2 separate regions of the Gossypium arboreum genome follow, and region 2 is linked to region 1. A link is a contact called in public Hi-C data. All regions are on one chromosome and are shown on one strand. Each heading gives the region's core, a stretch centred on a gene start, on an enhancer-like site or on the middle of the called end of the contact. The rest is flanking DNA. Distances are from core to core; before and after follow the strand shown. Region 1 holds the start of LOC108460472 (formate--tetrahydrofolate ligase). Region 2 holds the start of LOC108459454 (nudix hydrolase 16, mitochondrial).

Region 1 (6,946 bases), core at 2,650-5,149:
ATGAGAGTTTTTGTATGAATCTGATATAGTATTTATTCTCCTTTATGCTTTTGTCATTTTATTTGCTTTAGAGGGTCGGGGTCATCACCTGCAGTTCTGTTTGAATTGAAGATTTCTCAATGTCTAACAAATTTCAGTATGGAGATATAGTGGTTTGTGTTGTAATCATGCATGTATTGATTCTTTGGTTACATTGTAGACACTCAGTTGGAAGGCCTGGTCCAGTTATATCCCTTGATCTCAAGTCCTCGGCTTTTGATCCCAAGGAAAAAGTATGGACCAAATTTCCGCCAGAAGGATCCAAGCACACTCCGCCTCATCAATCTAGTGATTTCAGGTGGAAGGATTATTGTCCACTTGTGTTCAGGTTAGAGTCTGAATCATCTTCTTGCTCACAACAGATAATTTCTTCTTTGCTGAACTATTCGGTCTTACTCATGCTACAATGGTATAACAACTTTAGGCAATAATGAAAATAATTTTTATGCAAATGGAAACATACTAAACAATTAACTTTGTTGAATTCAGTACATAATAATAAAACTAGAACTATATGATACGATGTTGGAACCAATATTATGCGGTTATGTGTAGTTCCTGACTGCTAATTTCTTTTACATTTTCAGAACCCTTAGGAAGTTGTTCGATGTGGATGCAGCTGATTACATGATTTCAATATGCGGGGATGATGCCCTTCGGGAACTATCATCCCCTGGAAAAAGTGGAAGTTTCTTTTACTTGACCAACGATGACAAATACATGATAAAGACGATAAAGAAGGCAGAAGTAAAAGTAAGAGTTAATGTCGTTTCTATTACACTTTTGCAGTTGAATTCAGAAATTATAAGATAGCTTTGCATTAAGCTGCAATTCCTCACTGGTTTTGTATTACAATCAAAACTTCTATGTAACATACGGTTATTCATCGTACGTCTTCAAAAGTCTTCCTAGATGACAATACTCGGTCCCTCAAAATTCAGTACTTCATAAATTTTCAAGTTTTCAGACAATGTTCATATTTACTTGGTGCACAAATCACTTTTGATGGCTGAATAATCCCAAAATTTGTGCATTGCTTTACCGGGCTTTAAATGTTTACTAATCCGAGTGAGGACACCGTCACAGGTGCTCCTAAGGATGCTTCCGGCCTACTATAATCATGTTCGGTCCTTTGAGAACACCCTAGTCACCAAATTTTATGGTCTTCATTGTGTGAAATTAACTGGGACAGCGCAGAAGAAGGTAATGTCAACGTTACAAAACTTTAACGTCAAACATAAATAATTAATCTCAGTCATGAAGTTTCAGGAACCAATCTCATACATTCTTCATTTTGAATCATGAGTCAGGTACGATTTGTTATAATGGGGAATCTGTTATGTACTCACTATACCATTCATAGGCGCTTTGACTTGAAGGGTTCTTCCCATGGTCGCACAACTTCTAAACCTGAATCGGAAATTGATCCGTCTACAACCCTCAAAGACCTTGATCTCAATTATCTGTTTCGGTTAGAGAAAACGTGGTTCGAAGAGTTTTGCAGGTGATCATATTTTCTAATATCCTCTTTCTTTTTAAGGTATCTTCATTTCTTGCAACCTATATTACTTGGACTCAGGTGTGAATGTCACATATGGGTTTGTTTCTGAGTTTTATAGAAAATTATATCATATTAAGCTGCATTTGGCAAAGACCAAACCATTGTAGGATATTGCATAGATTTGAGATCGATAAGGCCTTCACAACTTTTGGGATTATAAGTATGGAACTTTTGATTTTTCTTTTCTGATCCAAGTTTCTCTTCGTGCAGGCAAGTTGATCGAGATTGCGACTTCCTTGAACAAGAGAGAATTATGGACTACAGTCTGTTGGTTGGTTTTCACTTTCGAGAAGTTCCCACACCTCTTGCTTCTGGAGCTGTTACACCTACTGGTTATTTCTAGTGATCTCTGGTATTAAAATGTTTTGTGACTTTGATATCAACGGCTGCTTAAATGAGTAAAGATATGTTCTTGGATTTACTTGCAGGAAATGCAGACCATGAAAATGAAGAAGTTCCTCGGCTATCTCAAACAGGACAGGATCAGCTTGATAGTGAGCCCTCAGGGTACGATGAATTTTCTTGTTTTTGGATGCTCATTTATGTTTTCAAGAGTACTTCATACCTTGGCATATGTCTAAGTAGGCATCATCGCTGTTTCCCCACTTTATGAACACTGAAATTTATGTTATTTCCAACTATTCATTTTTCTTGAAGTACTTGTGTCCAACACATTTCTGAATTGTTTCACATGGCCATGAGAAGTATTCGAACTAAGAAAAGTTAATATGATGTTTATATGAAGTGATAACAATTTAATTTACTTAACAATGCAGGGGGTCTTCCATTCGATTAGGTATTAGCATGCCTGCTCGGATCGAAAAGACTGTGAGGAAACCTGAATGTGAAACCCAGCTTGTCGGAGAACCAACTGGTGTATTCTATGATGTTATCCTCTTTTTTGGTATAATCGATATCCTACAAGACTACGATATTACCAAGAAGCTTGAGCATGCATATAAATCAATGCAATATGATCCAACTTCAATTTCAGCTGTTGATCCAAAGCAATACTCAAAACGCTTTCGGGATTTCATTTTCAAAATTTTCGTAGAGGACACATGAAAACATATATTTGACAAAGATCTTCAACTTAGGACCAATGCCCCTCCGTGTACATTTGATCATAATCCGGAGATGCGAGCGCCTAGAAGCTTAAAAAGTTATCGTTCTGATCAACCGTGGAGGATGATTTAAGACCACACTGGACACACCTTTGTAACTCAGGATTAGGTTATCACCCTCTCTTCATCTCCATTATTTTTTACAGTTGCAGATAATATATATACATATATATATGATATGTTATAGTGAAAGGTTTAGGTTAACATTGTTAAAACCACAGTTACTAAAGCTTGATTGAAATGTAAATGAATTGGCCAAAATTGGCGAAAGCATACATTGAGATTGCATTCTTATTTGAACTGAAAATTGTCTACTTCAATGGCTGAAGAGTCTCTGGGTTCAGCTTCAAAGAATAATGTACAGAAAGAGATTGAAAAAAGAAAAGGAGAAGAAAAAAGGCTTTTAGTTTGCTTATATGGAAAATGAAAATATTTTGTTTCTATTCAATATTTTTTATATCTGTTCATGTTGATATAAGCATTATTCTTTTGTACTTAAAAAAAAAAGGTCATTTGACAAGGATTGTAGTTGAAAATAATCCTTTTAGAGAGTTATCAAGTTAATGATTAGTGTCACTGTCATATAAATCTTGATACTTCTGTATTCATATATATATATATAGATATATATGTAATATTTGTGTTATATAAATTAATTAAAAAAGTGATAAATATTTGCTCTTAAAAATCAAATTTATTCCGTAACATATTAAAAAATATAAATATGTCAAAATAAAAATGAATGTAAGGTTGAGAGATATACAAGTTAGGTTTGGGTTATGAAATTTTTTTACGAGATTGTATGAAATTATAATTTCACATCATCTTTATTCTTTTTAAATAAGAGAATGATAAATTAAATTTTTATTGTAAAATTATAGTTTTATACAATTTTCTCTTAAATCAATCATTAAATAATATTATATTTATTTTTTGGTGAATAAGATATCAAGTAGTTAAGAGTTTTTTCTTAATTAGATTAGAACTAAAATTTAAAAATTAATATTTAATTAACATCGAACTAAGTATCAAACCTTAAAATTCAAGTAAAACTTCAAACTTTTCACTATATAGATTTGATTCGATTCACTTACACCCTAACTTAATAACTTTGATCCGCAAGCTAGGTTAAATTGATGCTGTGTAAGGTCGGACCCATCGGTTGTACTAATCACAGCAATTACATTGCATGGTAACATTAGCATCTCTCCCCACTCCCTTCTTATTTGCCACCTCAGATTAGATAAGAAAAAACGCACGCACGCACGCACTCCCATATGTTTTTAGACTTTTGTTGCTTTGTGATTATTTTTTTGTGGCCATTTTATTTTATTTTATTTTAATGTTTTAGAAGGTAAATTGTTGAATTTTAAAGAAACAGATCCACCAAAAATCAGCTAAAATTTAGACCAAAAAGAATGAGTTCGTCAAGGAGTGTAAGGAAGTTGGAAGTGGTATCACCAGTGCCGGCAGACATAGATATTGCAAACTCAGTTGAACCATTTCATATTTCTGAGATTGCTAAGGACCTTAACCTCAGTCCCAACCATTATGATCTTTATGGCAAATACAAAGCCAAGGTTTTTTTTCCTTTTCACTTCCTTTCTTTTTTTATTTTTGGTTATTGGATTTTGATTTATTTGTTTTCTTTAATGATCGATTTAATCGTTTGATGTTTGGATTTCGATACTGAAAAAAAGCTGTTAAAAAAGTAGAAAATTGAATAGTAAGATCAGCAAAAATTGAATAGTAAGATCAGCAAAATCTGTCTTTTTCTATGTTTTCTTCTGGGCATTGCCTCTTCTGCCAAAAGGGAAACTTTTCTCTTCCATTGTTGAATTCCTTGAAATCCCAGATTTGAGATATGCTGTTTTGTTTCAAAGATTTTTTTTTTCTGGCGTTAAATTCTTAGCTTCTTGGTTTTTGACTTAGTAGAGATGGAAGTGTGTTGAATGGATATTCAAGCGGTGAAAAAGTACTAGAGAAAGCCATTTTTCTGATATGCTTTTTCCTTGTTTATATTGGCCGCTCAGTTCAGATTTGAATTTGAATTACTTGGTTGATTTGGTCTATAGGTGTTGTTATCTGTACTCGACGAGCTTGAATCCTCCGACAATGGATACTATGTCGTGGTTGGAGGGATCACTCCAACTCCTCTTGGAGAAGGCAAGTCCACTACTACAGTTGGTTTGTGTCAAGCTTTGGGTGCTTATCTTGATAGAAAGGTATTCATTTTCATTTTTAGATATACTGAAATTATTCTACATAGGCAAATACTAAATAATATCGTGTTGCTTTGGCGCTTGCCGTGATACAGGGTATTTCATTTTACTTATGGAGGGTTTTCTATTTTGTTCTTGACTTCTTTTTTTTTTGAATTTTAGAATTTCTTATTTTGTTAAACGTAGCTCTGAATACTGGCAGGAATGTTTTGATAAAAGAAATATACTTTAGGGTCGCTTGATACTGGCAGACCAATGGAGTTTCATGATTCCTGATGCTTTGAATTGCTTATTTATAAATTAGTCTGTTAAGCAATTTCAATGATTGAAGCTACGAGCTGTCCGTATGATTGGAAATGTCTTTTTCAATCTCCTCATATATAAATTTAATGTTAAAAGATTTCAAATCCAAGAATTATTGCATTATTTCGACTTTTTAACTATTCCTGATCTACGATGATAGTTGAGCTATGTAGTGAAATATTCATTTACAAGTCTACATAGTCAACTTACTAGATGAAAGTTTGGTTTTTTATGGTTTCCTATTCTCCTTTTGCAAGTTATTGTCAAGGGATTACAACTCTTCACTAGTTTGACATGGATATGGAAGTTTCAGATTTGACAATCTAATGTTTTAACTACTTTAACTGTCTTGATACTATATGTCGCTCTCTAATGTTAGGTCGTTACGTGTCTTCGCCAACCATCACAAGGACCAACTTTTGGAATAAAAGGGGGTGCAGCTGGTGGAGGCTACAGTCAGGTAATCCCGATGGATGAGTTCAATCTTCATCTAACAGGCGATATTCATGCAATAACGGCTGCAAACAATCTACTTGCTGCTGCCATTGATACTAGGATCTTTCATGAGTCTACCCAATCAGACAAGGCTCTTTTTAATCGTTTATGTCCACCAAATAAAGAAGGAAAAAGGAAATTCAGTGATATCATGTTTAGACGATTAAAGAAACTTGGTATCACCGAAACTCAACCTGAGGACCTTACACCTGAAGAAGTTAAGAAATTTGCTAGGCTTGATATTGACCCGAATTCTATTACATGGAGAAGAGTGATGGATGTTAATGATCGGTTCTTGAGGAAAATCACCGTTGGCCAGGGCCCGGAAGAGAAAGGGATGGTGAGGGAAACTGGATTTGATATTTCAGTTGCTAGTGAAATAATGGCAGTTTTAGCCCTGACTACGTCTCTTGCTGATATGAGAGAGAGGCTAGGAAAAATGGTGATTGGAAATAGCAAGGCTGGTGAACCTATAACTGCTGATGATCTTGGTGTTGGAGGTGCTTTAACAGTTCTCATGAAGGATGCCATTAACCCTACTCTGATGCAGACCCTCGAGGGAACCCCTGTTCTTGTTCATGCTGGTCCATTTGCAAACATTGCTCATGGTAATTCATCTATTGTGGCTGATAAGATTGCACTGAAGCTGGTTGGACCACAAGGGTTTGTGGTCACGGAAGCAGGTTTTGGTGCTGATATTGGAACAGAAAAGTTCATGAATATCAAGTGTAGATACAGTGATCTAAGACCTCAGTGTGCTGTTATTGTGGCAACAATAAGGGCCTTGAAAATGCATGGTGGTGGCCCGGAAGTTGTTGCAGGGAAGCCTCTCGACCATGCCTACCTAAATGAGAATGTTCCGTTGGTTGAAGCTGGTTGTGTGAATTTGGCTAGGCATATTATAAACACAAAGGCCTATGGTGTGAATGTTGTTGTTGCTGTGAACAAATTCTCAACCGACACTGAAGCAGAAATGAATGCTGTTATGAATGCAGCTATGGCTGCCGGGGCATTTAATGCTGTAATTTGTACTCACCATGCTCATGGTGGTAAAGGAGCGGTTAGTTCCTTTTTCTTATCTGTTAATTTCCATAAAAGTATAGTGCTGCACTCAAAGGTGCATTGTTTAGAATAGCCACTTTGTCTTACACATGACACCTCATATATGTTACTCGGACTCAGTGTATCTGACATGGATATTT
Region 2 (7,312 bases), core at 595-3,094, 190 kb before region 1:
GGAGTACCGTTAAGTAGCATCTTCAATAGGTTGTCTTATTAAGACTCAAGGCTGTCCTATCCCTAGGTCAATTTATTTTTCAGGTAATTCCACCAAAACCTACCCATGGGCCCGGTCGGGTTGGACCACAGCTTGGAACCTTTTTTTCTCTCTTGTTCAAGTCCATTTTGGTCTCGTCTAGTCGAAAAGCTCAAATTATCATTCATTATAATATTAAAAAATATAAAATATAAATAAAAGAATTATTATTAAATAATATTTTGGGATGGGCTGAGCTGAACTGAACCAGCCCAAATTACAAATACCTTATCCAAGGGCATAGGCAGATATAGTTCCACCATAAAACTCTGGACCACTTTCACTGTCATAGTCGCATAGATTAAGCTGTTTGATCAACCAATAGCAAAGACGAGCTACGAAAATTTTTCTCTAAGACCATTCATAACTGTTCATAGTTCCTCTCTTTCACTTTTCTTCCCCCATTTTTTTTTTCCTTCATATTGTTGGAGAAACCAATAAAAACTCTTTAAACGATAATATAAATGCTTGCCTACAGACAAAATAACAGTTCCCTTCTTCCTCATGTAGTTTTTGAGAAATCAATGGGACTCTTTAAAACACCATTTTAAAGTTAAAAAAGACTGCCACTCATATACAGATAGAAAATGGAACATAAAAAAACATAAACACCAAAAAAGTAAAATATATCCATTTTCCATGTTCGTGCTGAGAATGTAATAAACCATTTAAACCTCAATGGACCATTCATATAAACAGAAGGCAATAAGTACCTGTTTTCCACCTTAATCCAGAAAATGTGAAAAAGCAATTCAAGGCTTGAAAATTACATAAATGTAAACAGAAACGGATGGGCATCACACACACACAAACACTCATATATATGTATTTATATATAAATCATTTGCTATTTTCATGTAAGTAATTTACTTGACAAGGCATTTCAACTGTAAAATACACTATTCATAATTTCATATACCAACATAATCAATGTATAGATACTATATACAGCCAAAAAGAAACATACCCATTTGCCAACTCCATCCTAGGATGGCTATCTAAACCATTCAGAACTTGAAATAAAACATAATATTTTCCATAAAAAAGAAGCAAAAAAACATTTTTACCTTAAAATGCATCATTCATAAGCACCAGATACAAAGTAAGAAACAAATTATTTTTCTATCTTGATCCTAATAATGTAATAAACCACTCAAACTATAAATACTACATCATTCAAGCAGATAAAAACAACCGTAATTTAATTAATGAAAATTCCGAAAAACCGACATGAACTTATGTTTTCCAAATCTAACTTACATTAAAAATGTATAGAAATAATTAGAATAAAAACATACCCAGCGACAAGCCGATAGCCGTTCTCGTACCTTTGCTGAAGCCGACCTGTACGGGCCACTAAATCCGACATAATATTATGAAAAATCTCAAAAAAAAAGAAGAAGAGGAAAATCCTCAAAAATATCAAATTCTCCAAACTTCAACAAAGGCAATCTTTCTTATTCAGACGCCTCATTGGATTGATGTTTTTTGGATTTACAAAAATGCTCATGCTTGTACCAGGTTCATCCATTGCTGTTAGCACTGGATTTAACAGTGACGATCAGTGCCACGAAACATCAGCCAGTGGCTACGATTTTCTCGTATTTTTTAATTTTAATTTTGATTTTTTTTTCTTTTTTTTGAGGTGTAATTGTGATAATCATGAAAAAGAAACTCTTAGCCTTGGGACAAAGGAGAGACAAGAAGGCCCGAGGTGAAGCGCTAAGAACGGATCAGACGATTGGCGATCAAACTCACGTGAGTGAGATAGTCACAAGTGCACCTCCGGGCTACCCGCCCCGTCCGAAATTCGGAGGATCTGAAAAATATTTTTTAAAATTTAAATTTAATTATAAAAAGATATAAAATACCAATTAAAAAATATTTTTAATGATAAAATGAATTTTTGGACGAGTCGGATCAACATAAAAACAAGTTTGGATTTAAATTTTTACAATTTATAATTACATTTCAATTGGAAAATAAATAAATTTATATAAGATGGACTTGAATAAATTCTAAGTGTAATTAGATTAATAAAAATCTGAAAAGAAAAGTGAGGTTGAGAAAACACCATACTCTAACTAAGTGATTTAGTTTTTAAAAATATTTAAACATTAAACCACTTATGGTATTAGAGAGAGTGCGAAAGTGACACTTGTGGAGCTCCTATTTTTCATTTTAAATTACTTTTAATTTTTATTTAATTTTTACTCTTTTAATTTTTAAATTTATTTTATTTATCAAATCATTTTAAAATGAATAAAAATTAATGTACATAGAAAAGTTAAATAAATCATTATGTCCTAAAATATAGTCATTTATTATGAAAAAAGTAAATAAAGATTATCTACGAGGTGTGTGGTAATTGCTCATTTCATTCCTTAATTATGAGGTTGTGAGTTCAATCCTTACCTATGAGAATAGAGTACATTATATGATTAGCCGTTTATTTCTTTAAAGAACACCGATTTTACATTAAGTATTAAATGTCGTAACCATTTTTTTTTGGAAAAACGGGTATCGACTTGGAGAAAAACGAAAATGGGAGTCGCCACCAATCTTTTTAGGTGTGATTGGATCACCTTGTAAAAGTGGTTGTTTTTAATAAATGGTTTGATTTATTTGAACAACAATTTTGGTCCACGTAAATCAAGAAAATAGGTTCGGGAGTTGGTTACGCACAAGGAAGGATTAGCACCCTTGTAACGCCCAAAAATTGGTACCTAGTTGATTAATTAGTGTCTTAGTGTCGAAAATTGAAAACTTGAAAGACTTTGAAATACGATCCCTCTTTAAAAAATGCTCAAATGTTAAAGACCTTCTCGTCTCAAAATATAAAATGTCACATCCAGTAAGTTAGGACACGACATTTTGAATTTTCGAGAGCGAGCTCGCCTCTTAAAGTTTGCGTATTTTAACTTATTAAAAGGGTATTCGTTTGTTTAGAGTAAACGAGAGAAATTGAAACCCAGTGAGTTAGGGCACGTTTTCTCGAATTCTCAAACACCGAATATTGCCTTTATTTTCGAAGAATCTTATTTCGAGGTAACAAAATGTTATACCCGGTAAGTTAGGGCACAACACCTCGTATCTCTGAGAATAAACATTTTTCAAAACTCGTATCGCGATTTAAAAGAGTATTCCGTTATTTAGGTTAAATGAGAAAAATCGAAACCCAGTAAGTTAGGGCACGATTGTCTCGAATTACCAAATAAGGAATATTACTTTTATGAAAGAAATTTTATTGGGTTGGATAAAACCTAAATTCGTAATGAAACGAGATAATAAAGAATACATAACAGATAAAAATTGATGGCCATAACAAAATAAACATAAACGCGAATGCGAATGATAACGATAAAAACAAAGGTAAAATATGTGTATCAAACGAATAAGAAAAGGAAATAATAAATGAGCTAAAAATATTCGAAATTAAAAGAACTAGTGGTAAATGAATAAACATTATGCAAAACTATTTAAGAAGTGATAGTAATAATAATATTAATGGTAATAATGCAAGGAATAAAATCTTTAAGTTTGAAATGATGTGGAAGATACATAAATGAATAATATGCAATAAATAAGGAATAAAAATGAGATAATTTAAAGAGTAATAGGTAAAGATAATACACGATATAATAGTGATAATAATAACATAGTAATAATAGTATTGATAGTAATAAAAATAATATATTAAATAATAGTAATAAAATAGTGCTAATAGTCATAATAGTGATAATAATAATAGCATGATAAACATAAGAATAATAATGATGTTAATACCTAAACATAAATATAGATATAATACCTAAAATATAGTAGTGATGAAAATATAAATACATAAGAAATATAGACAGATGAATGATAGGAAAATAAACATAGATAGAAAATAATAATAATGATAATACAATAGTAATAGTAATTACAAAATAATGATAATACTAATAATATTAAAGTAAAGTAAATAATAATACTATAAATAAATATATATATATACGTATGTAATAGAAATACACACTATATAATAATAATAATAATAATAATAATAATAATAATAATAATACATATATATATATATGTAAAAAAATAATAGTAGTCGAAATAAAAATAATAGAAGTAACAATAATGATAGTAATAATATAAATAACTATGGAGAGGTATATATAATATAATAATAATATAAATAATAATATATACATGAGAAATAATGATAATAATAATATAAATAACAGTAAAAATAATAAAATGAAAAAAAATAAAACAAAGCTCTCAACTCTCTTTCCTCATTCCGGCCATGGTCCGATCAAGTACCAGTGCGCCGTGTAAATGGATTCATTGTCTTCGCCGTAAATGCCGCCACCGTGCGTGGTGGTGGCGAAATTAAAAAGGTATTATTTTTTATTTTTTATATTTTATATCTAAATATATGTATACTATTTTTGAAAAAAAATGTTTATATGTATAAAAAATGAAAATAAAAAGGAAAAAAAAAACCTTAACGCGTTTGAATCTTTTCTTCTTCAATACTCGCTTTTTTTTATTTCATATTTGCTTGAAAACCTTTTGCTTTTACATTCTTCTCTTTTGTATCAAGAAAACCTTTCAAAAATACAATTGTTTCCCCCCTCCTTACAATGATTTTAGTATGGCCTTTTTATAGCCATTTACAAATTTATTATCTATATATTTAGTATCTTTTTCTTCTTTTTGTATGGCAGGCAAACGGTGGTGGAGAAGTGCTATTTGCACTATCAATGTGGGATTAGGTGATTTAGGGCTTCTTTTTGTTCTCTTTTTTTGTTTTGGGTATTGGGCTAATTGGGCTAGGGTTAGGTATTAGGTTTGGGCTTAGTATTTATTTATTTGGTTTATTGGGTTTGGTTTTATTAGGTCCCGGGCAAAATTTGGGTCTTACAGCTGCCCCTCTTTGCTCATTGCTGTGTTAACAGGAATAGAGCAAAGACTATAAAAAGACCAATTTTGCCTGGGCTCACCGAGTCTTGAGTTCTTGATCCTTGATCTTCTTTAAATGACCTCTTGACGGCTTCAATCTGCTTCACTGCAACTTCGGGGAGATAAGTCTTGCTATTTTAACCCGCTCTACTGCAACTTCTGGGAGATAAGGTTTGTTTTGATCTTCTTCCACTGAAACTTCAAGGAGATCTGCTGTGGCTTTTAGCCGCTCCAACGCCATTTCAAGAAGGAGAAATCCACTGAAACTTCAAAGAGATCTGCCGTGGCTTTTAGCCGCTCCAACGCCATTTCAGGAAGAAGAGGTTCGCTAAAACTTCATGGAGATCTGCTGTGGCTTTTAACCGCTCCAATGCCATTTCAGGGAAAAGAGATCCGCTGAAACTTCAAGGAGATCTGTTGTGGCTTTTAGCCGCTCCAACGCCATTTCAGGGAAAAGAGATCCGCTGAAACTTCAAGAAGATCTGTTGTGGCTTCAAGAAGATAAGACATGTGACTTCAATCTACTCCGCTGAAACTTCGAGGAGATTTTCTATGGCTTCGAATCGCTCCAACGCCATTTCAGAAATATAGAATCTATAATTTTCAGCCTATTACCCTATTGCTTAGGGGTTTAAGGCCCATCACCTTTGATCTATTTCCTTACTACTTAGGGGGTTAAGATCTGTAAATTCCACTTGTTACCCTACTGCTTAGGGGTTTAAGGTCCATCACCTTTGATCTGTTTCCTTACTACTTAGGGGGTTAAGATCTGTAAATTCCACTTGTTACCCTACTGCTTAGGGGTTTAAGGTCCATCACCTTTGATCTGTTTCCCTACTGCTTAGGGGGTTAAGATCTGTAAATTTAACCTGTTACCCTACTGCTTAGGGGCTTAAGGTTCATCGCCTTTGATCTGTTTCCCTACTGCTTAGGGGGTTAAGATCTGTAAATCCAACCTGTTACCCTACTGCTTAGGGGTTTAAGGTTCATCGCTTTCGATTTGTTTCCCTACTGCTTGGGGGGTTAAGATTTGTAAATTTAGCCTGTTACCCTACTACTTAGGGAGTTAAGGCCCGTCGCTTTCAATTTGTTTCCGATCGCTAGGGGTTAAGATCGTAAATTCAACCTATTACCCTACTTGCTTAGGGGTTTAAGGTTCATCGCCTTGATCTGTTTCCCTCTTGCTAGGGGTTAAGATCTGTAAATTTAGCCTGTTACCCTACTACTTAGGGAGTTAAGGCCCGTCGCTTTCGATCTGTTTCCCTACTGCTTAGGGGGTCAAATCTGCTATCTTCAACTTGTTCCTTATAAACACAGGGATGCCATGCTGAAATCTTCAATCTGCTTCACTGTAAGCACAATAATGTCAGATCTGCTATCTTCGATCTGTTCCCTATAAACACAGGGATGACAAATCTGTTATTTTCATCTTGTTCCATATAAACACAGGGATGTCATGCTGAAATCTTCGATTTGCTTCACTGTAAGCATAGGAATGTCAGATTTGTTATCTTCGATCTGTTCCCTATAAGCACAGGGATGCAAAATCTGTTATTTTCAACTTGTTCCCTATAAGCACAAGGATGCCATGCTGAAATCTTTGATCTGCTTCACTGTAAGCACAGGAATGTTAGATCTGCTATCTTCGATATGTTCCCTATAAACACAGGGATGCCAAATCTGTTATTTTCAACTTGTTCCCTATAAGCATAGGGATGCCATGCTGAAATCTTCGATCTGCTTCACTGTAAGTACAGGAATGTCAGATCTGTTACCTTCGATCTATTCCCTATAAGCACAGGGATGCCAAATCTGCTATTTTCAACTTGTTCCCTATAAGCACAGGGATGTCATGCTGAAATCTTCGATCTGCTTCACTGTAAGCACGGGAATGTCAGATCTGCTATCTTTGATCTGTTCCCTATAAACATAGGGATGCCAAATCTGCAATCTTCGATCTGCTCTCCGCCGCTACAGAGACGCCAAATCATCTTGGATTTGCTTCAACGTAAACACGTGAAAGCCAAATCAGCTATGTCTTCGATCTGCTCCCCGCCTGGTACAGAGATGCCAAATCATCTTGGATCTGCTTCAACGTAAACACGTGAAAGCCAAATCAGCTATGTCTTCGATCTGTTCCCCGCCTGATACAGAGATGCCAAATCATCTTGGATCTACTTCAGCGAAGGTCAGATCTGCTATGCTTTAGCCTGTTACCCTACTGCTTAGGGGATTAAGGCATATCAATCTTCATTGTCCCTTGAAGGACTTAACCTGT

What was found. Hi-C and Micro-C count contacts between places; a contact is called where the count stands out from the background.
Region 2: a Hi-C map of leaf shows a contact between it and region 1, with 4 times the contacts expected there. The contact joins the promoter of LOC108459454 here to the promoter of LOC108460472 in region 1. A contact is called at or near these places in 2 of 5 Hi-C or Micro-C datasets (both in leaf).

Annotation. Positions count from the first base shown.
Region 1 is chr4:2,294,920-2,301,865 of ASM2569848v2, reverse strand. LOC108460472 (formate--tetrahydrofolate ligase) reads left to right here and starts at 3,899. Exons shown (of 5, transcript XM_017759974.2): 1 at 3,899-4,304; 2 at 4,800-4,949; 3 at 5,629-6,804. The coding sequence starts at 4,143. It overlaps LOC108458556 (phosphatidylinositol 4-phosphate 5-kinase 6-like), which reads left to right. Exons shown (of 9, transcript XM_053026905.1): 3 at 200-367; 4 at 627-792; 5 at 1,126-1,242; 6 at 1,350-1,543; 7 at 1,811-1,932; 8 at 2,029-2,107; 9 at 2,377-3,172. The coding sequence ends at 2,665.
Region 2 is chr4:2,487,472-2,494,783 of ASM2569848v2, reverse strand. LOC108459454 (nudix hydrolase 16, mitochondrial) reads right to left here and starts at 1,844. Exons shown (of 5, transcript XM_017758825.2): 1 at 1,377-1,844. The coding sequence starts at 1,447.